Linked DNA regions of Mus musculus: region 1 is linked to region 2. The links are chromatin contacts, called in public HiChIP or PLAC-seq maps. All regions are on one chromosome and are shown on one strand. Each heading gives the region's core, a stretch centred on a gene start, on an enhancer-like site or on the middle of the called end of the contact. The rest is flanking DNA. Distances are from core to core; before and after follow the strand shown. Region 1 has its middle 100 kb from the start of Irx5. Region 2 overlaps Fto (fat mass and obesity associated).

What was found. HiChIP or PLAC-seq counts read pairs in DNA pulled down with a chosen protein or histone mark.
Region 1: a contact with region 2 is called in an H3K4me3 HiChIP or PLAC-seq map of neural tube, with 4 times the contacts expected there. The contact joins two enhancer-like sites. A contact is called at or near these places in 2 of 115 datasets of contacts at active chromatin or transcription factors (embryonic forebrain and neural tube) and 1 of 9 other capture datasets (embryonic stem cells).

The regions. Positions count from the first base shown.
Region 1 is chr8:92,459,318-92,462,017 of GRCm38.p6, forward strand. No RefSeq gene overlaps it. Among named protein-coding and RNA genes, the nearest start is that of Irx5, 100 kb to the left of the region's middle. Within about 2 kb of position 1,299, at least 49 of the 459 cell types and tissues checked have an H3K27ac peak or open chromatin away from gene starts, as enhancers often do. A contact at or near this core is called in neural tube, where this site is marked.
Region 2 is chr8:91,612,477-91,615,176 of GRCm38.p6, forward strand. The region is part of intron 8 of Fto (fat mass and obesity associated); the gene reads left to right. Among named protein-coding and RNA genes, the nearest start is that of Gm36325, 100 kb to the right of the region's middle. Within about 2 kb of position 1,340, at least 17 of the 459 cell types and tissues checked have an H3K27ac peak or open chromatin away from gene starts, as enhancers often do. A contact at or near this core is called in neural tube, where this site is marked.

The sequences.
Region 1 (2,700 bases), core at 49-2,548, 850 kb after region 2:
GACTCAGAGAAGATGAATCTCACTGCTCTTCCCCTTGGGCACCAGAGACTGAACCGGGTTTGCAGTTTTCCAAATTCTTGTAGAATAACACCCCCCACCCCCACCCCGTACTCCTTCAGAACTACCTACTTCAGATGCAGTACCCTCCGAGTGCTACATTCCTTGCCTGGTGAAGCACCTCCATTGGGCAAGCACCAGCCCTCTGGAGGACTCTGAGCCCTGGGCCTAGAGGCTCTACCTCTGAGTTTGAGGTTTAATAATTTCAATCCCTCCTTTGCTTATTTCTTTGCACATGCATGCATAATTATCCAAGCATACATATACATACCCGTGGTGTTCAAACTTCAAAGTCATGGATGCATGCCTACACATATTTGACTGTGCACACACATATGCATAACCACATGTATTCACATGCATATCCACACTTGGACAATTATGGCCTTTATGAGTCCATTGCACACATCGTGCACACACACACACACACACACACACACACACACACACACACACACACACACTGTATGTATGCATAAACACCTCACCTAGCTGCAAACTCTGTATGTATGTATTACTCTGAGTGTGTCTACATGCATATGGGAAGATAAAACTACATGCTCACCATCCACATGCATACCACATACGAGCTCACAGGGACACAAATGTGTGTCCACATAAATCCAACTCCATGCATGAACAAATGCCCCATATAGTAATGCACAGGAAAGGGTGGAGGTTACCAGGCATATTCATCTGTACCCTGGCACACACATCTCCCACAGACAAATGGATGGATACAGCTAGTGTGTACACCTGCAAACTTACTGATAACAGAGTTCATAGGCACGAGGCCACCGTCTGACACCCAAAACATAACCATTGTGCTTGTGCAACCAACAGGCACTCCCCACAGGCGTGCACGCACAAATGCCTAGGTCAGCTATTCAACAAGCTTGCTCTTACACTTCACCACCTTGGGCGTGGGAGGCGCTCCCGGGCACGCGCACACGCGTTCCCTCTCCCCAGCCCGGCGGTCCGGCTGTAATTGCTCCCAGCCCGGGATTGTGCAAAGCGCGCCGCGGGAGCGCACCGCTCCGATCCCGCAGCGCTCTGCGCGCCCCCAGCCCCACTGCCGCCCGGCCCGGCCCGCGGCCATCAAAAGGCCGCTTTGGGCGCGGGCACCTGCTCGCCCGGCCGCAGCCGCGTTTTATCTGGCGCGGTGAATAATTGATGCGCCGCTGCTTTGCAGTCAAACGCGCGGGCTGCCCGCGCCGCCGCCGCCCGCCGGCCGCTGTGATTTATTATTTACCAGCGCGCGGCCGCCGTGTAAGGTGAGCACTGTGGCTGCTCGCAGAACTGTTACAATCTGGCCTCGTTAGTGGCCTTTCTTGCTGCCTCTCCAAACGGCAGCCCCGCTGATTGATTTTCCCGCCGAAGCCGTGCCATGAAATCCCAGCGCTGCTGCTCTCAAAGCGGCTGCGGAAAGCCAGGCTTGGCCCTTCTTCCCGCAACAAGAGCCCGCGTTTGCGCGCGCGCCTTTCATGGCGTCCCCGGCTCCGCCGCTGGCCCCATTAGCACGGCACCCGGCTCCCGCCGCTCCTGCGGGCGACGCTATGCAGCGCGCCGCGGTCGCGGGGGACCGCGCGGGGCCTTTCAAGCCGGTGGCGAGGCGCAGCCGTCCCGCGACCACAAAGTTTTCCTGCCTTGGAAGTTTTCAAACGCGCTAGGCTGATCCGAGTAAGGAACCGGCTGGCTCTTCCCGGGACTCTCCCAGTGACAGCGAAGAGGGGTCCCTCTGGACTACCAGCAAGGAAAAGAAGGCATTTTGGGGGATGCCTACTGTATGCCAGTGTTTAGTCTTTAAACCATTCAGGGGCAACAGCTTGCGAACAAGAACAGGAGGAAGAGCTAGCAAGAGGGGCCTGGGGTGTACCTTCCGCTGGTTAGTTGAAAGCCACCCAGTAACTGTTTGGAATACTACTAAGTACTCAAACTCCCGGTGTGGGACTAGGGTGACTGAATCATCTCAGGTCCTCTGTATGGGCATCCAGGTCTCAGGACTCAAGGCATCTGTTTTGTCATTGGGAGGAAGTGGCCACATTCCCAGGATCCTATCAGACCTGAAATTCACACGATGACGGAGGGGGTGGGAGTCAGGGGTCGGGGGTCGGGAGATGGGGCAGTGGTTCCAAAATTGCTGGTGATAGAGGAAGGTGCCCATTTGGGAGGTTTCCTGAGGGATTCCCCTGGGTGACAAGATGACAAGTTAACAAGGCTTTTGTGTTTTGAAGTGTGGCCCAAGCTGTGTTCAAGGCAGGACCCCTAGAACAGAACCTGAGCAAATCTTGTCACTTTTCTGAAGGGCTTCTCTGTCATACAGAAGGTAGGGCAGCCCCACTTCTCCCTTCCACAGCGCCTGGTGCAGACGAATCCCCAATAGCTGTTCATCTGTCCTGGTGGGTTGGGGACTGGAGAGTGGACACCATAGCTGGGTGCAGAGCCAGATTCATTCCCTTAAGCGTTGAAGCCATTGTGTGTGTGTGTGTGTGTGTGTGTAAAAAGACCACTCAGAATGACCTGTGTGCAGTAGTAGGGTTCTTTGGTTTGGTATAACTGCCACCATATTGAATCAATACAGCTGTGGTAACACACTGGAGAACTTCATGAATTCTGGTCCATGAATGCCCCCTCTTGGAGAGA
Region 2 (2,700 bases), core at 90-2,589:
TACGCACTTAACGCAGCGAGGCTGTCAGCAGTTTATTTCCACAAGCACCGGCACTTTGGTAAATCCTTTTATTAAAAAATTGAATGGTGCCAATCAGCCAAGGGAAGAGAGGCAGAGAGACATCGGAAGCCCTTGCACGCAGGGCAGGGGCTTCCTGTTTATGCCGGCGCAGCCTGGTGTTTATGGCACATGTGTGTGGTCACTCACAGAGGAGAAAACGCTCTGCTACCAGTTTGGGCTGATCTGCCACCTGGAATTGATCAAAAGCAAATTAATTTTCATTTCCAATTAGGAATACAATTAAGTCCAAAGTGGTAGGGGGCGGGGGGCGAAGCGTAATGTTTACATACCGCTCCTGTGCTGGGAGGGCTGGAGGAAATACTTGTCTTCATATCTTTCTGTGTAATTCATTAGTGTTAAAGTGGCTACTGCAGTTTACCATCCTGGAGTGACCGCTCTTCCCCTCCCTTCCAGCCTAGGAGAGGAGAAGGGGAGGGCAAGTCGGGCCTGAGCTCCTAGCCAAGCATTCATGAGCTCTGCCCTGCCATTCTAAAGGCTTTTCCGGATGGGACCGACCTGGGATGATGGTGTGAGTGTTGTAATGAAGAGCCCACATTAGGAATCAGATTTAGCCTTCAGTCTGCTGCTTTTCCTGGGTCAAAAAGCCTTACCTGGTCAATGAGCCCTGCTTTCCTGTCTGGCCGAGATCAGGGATACTGAGCGGTTGTGTGACAGTCTGTGGTGACTGACGGACATGGGATTCCAGCTCCCTCCTTTTGCAAACCGCTGCCTTTTACTGGAGTCCAGGACCAGTTAGCCCAGTTTGTGTAGTGTCAAGGGTGGTAAGTACAGTGAGTATTGACCCAGATTTTAAGGAAAGTCGATTGTTTGTCAATTTTGAGTCTAAGAACACTTCTGAGTCTAAGATAGTCTCAGAAGTGACATGGTGGCCTGGCCTCTTGGTATCTGTCACTCCACTAGAGCAGACTTAAGCATGCTAGCTATCATACTGAGAATGTCCCTACCACCCATCTTACAGAGCGGTCGCTTTGGGAAAGCAGAGCGGATGATAAGCATTCCATCGTATGAATAACAATGATGATAACCTCCCATAATAGCTTACATCTTCCTAGAGTCCTGAAGGCGATGGATGGAAAAGAGAGGCCTCTGGGTCAGAGGAATAGCTGCTTCAATTGAAGACTATCCAGTCGTGTGGAGGCCCCAGTCTCCACTGCTCCAGGCCGTATTTTACCTCAGACAGCCCCACCTCCCTTTTCCCCTGCAAGGGGCTTACATTTCCTCCCTGCATGGTATCTGTGCTTTAAAAGAAGGTTTTATTACTTGTGCTGCAATGGAATTTCTCTTTACTAGACAGCTGGCCTGACCGCAGCCTGGAACCACAGTGGCGCTGTTAACACGCCGGGGTCAGCTTTCCCCTTTAAAGCCATTCTTTTTCTTTTCTTTATTTTCTTAAAGGGGGAGACGAGTAAGCACCAACAAATCAGCACAACGATTAACTTTCTGATTGATTTGCCACAGAGAGCAAAAAACGTTAATGGGAAGGGACAGGGAAACCAGAGCAGACGGCACGAGAGCGTTCTCGTCCTAAGCTTCCAGCCCAAGTCTCACCACAAACACTCGCTTCTCTGAAGGTAGACATCTTCAGTTGCCCGATTGCATAATAGGAACGGCATTTTCTTTTTCGCCTAAAAAAAAAACTAAAAAGTGTTACCCATAATGTTGACGTGAAGTTTTTGGTGCTGTGGTTTCCAGATGTCCCCCTCTCAATAGTGTCTTCTCAATGGCTGACAAAGGCCTCCATTTCTTCACCCCATTGGGAAAAATCGGTGTTGGTGAAGGGAAGCTCCTTTGGGGGTTTAGGAGCAGGCAGGTAACACCATCTTTTGTTTGTTTGTTTGTTTGTTTGTTCTTGAGACAGGGTTTCTCTGTGTAGTAGCTCTAGCTGTCCTGGAACTCACTTTGTAGACCAGGTTGGCCTCCAACTCAGAAATCCGCCTGCCTCTGCCTCCCTAGTGCTGGGATTAAAGGCATGCACCACCACCGCCCGGCTCAGGTAACGCCATCTTGAAGTGACACCGAGAGGAATTAGCTGTTGCCTGGACTCTTAATGGCTGCATTGCCAGCATTCTGTCAATACAAATGGCTTTCTAAACATGTTAGGGTTTGAAGTCTCTAAGGATTTGACACTGGCTCCAACAGTTCAGGCTCTTGTCCTGGCTAGGCATTGGTCACCCTTTGCGGGACCCTTGTGGGCCAGGTGATCCAAATCCAGTTGGTCCCAGCGCTCCTTCTTCTCTGCCCTGGGCTTCTGAAGAACTTTTTTCTGAGACAAAGTTCTTGGCTTTCCCTTCGATTACATCACTTGGACATTCCAGAGTGCCCACGATCTCAAAAGCAGAGCTGGTGTTTGAATCACCTAGCATGTATCGATACATCATTTTATTTAACACGGTGTTTTAAAATTGTATTTAAAAGTCAGCTTCTTTCATCTCGTGTGCCCTTGGCTGGGAAACAGAGAAAGTCTCTTTTAAGAGGTGTTTTACATTTTATGGCTACTGAGAGAGAACACAGTTCTTTAATAGGTAGTATGTAAGAGCTCCACGTTACAGGCTTTCGGAGCGTAGAAGCTCTGGAGCAAGGCTAGTTGATAACATCTCTGAAGGGCAAAGGAGAGACTGT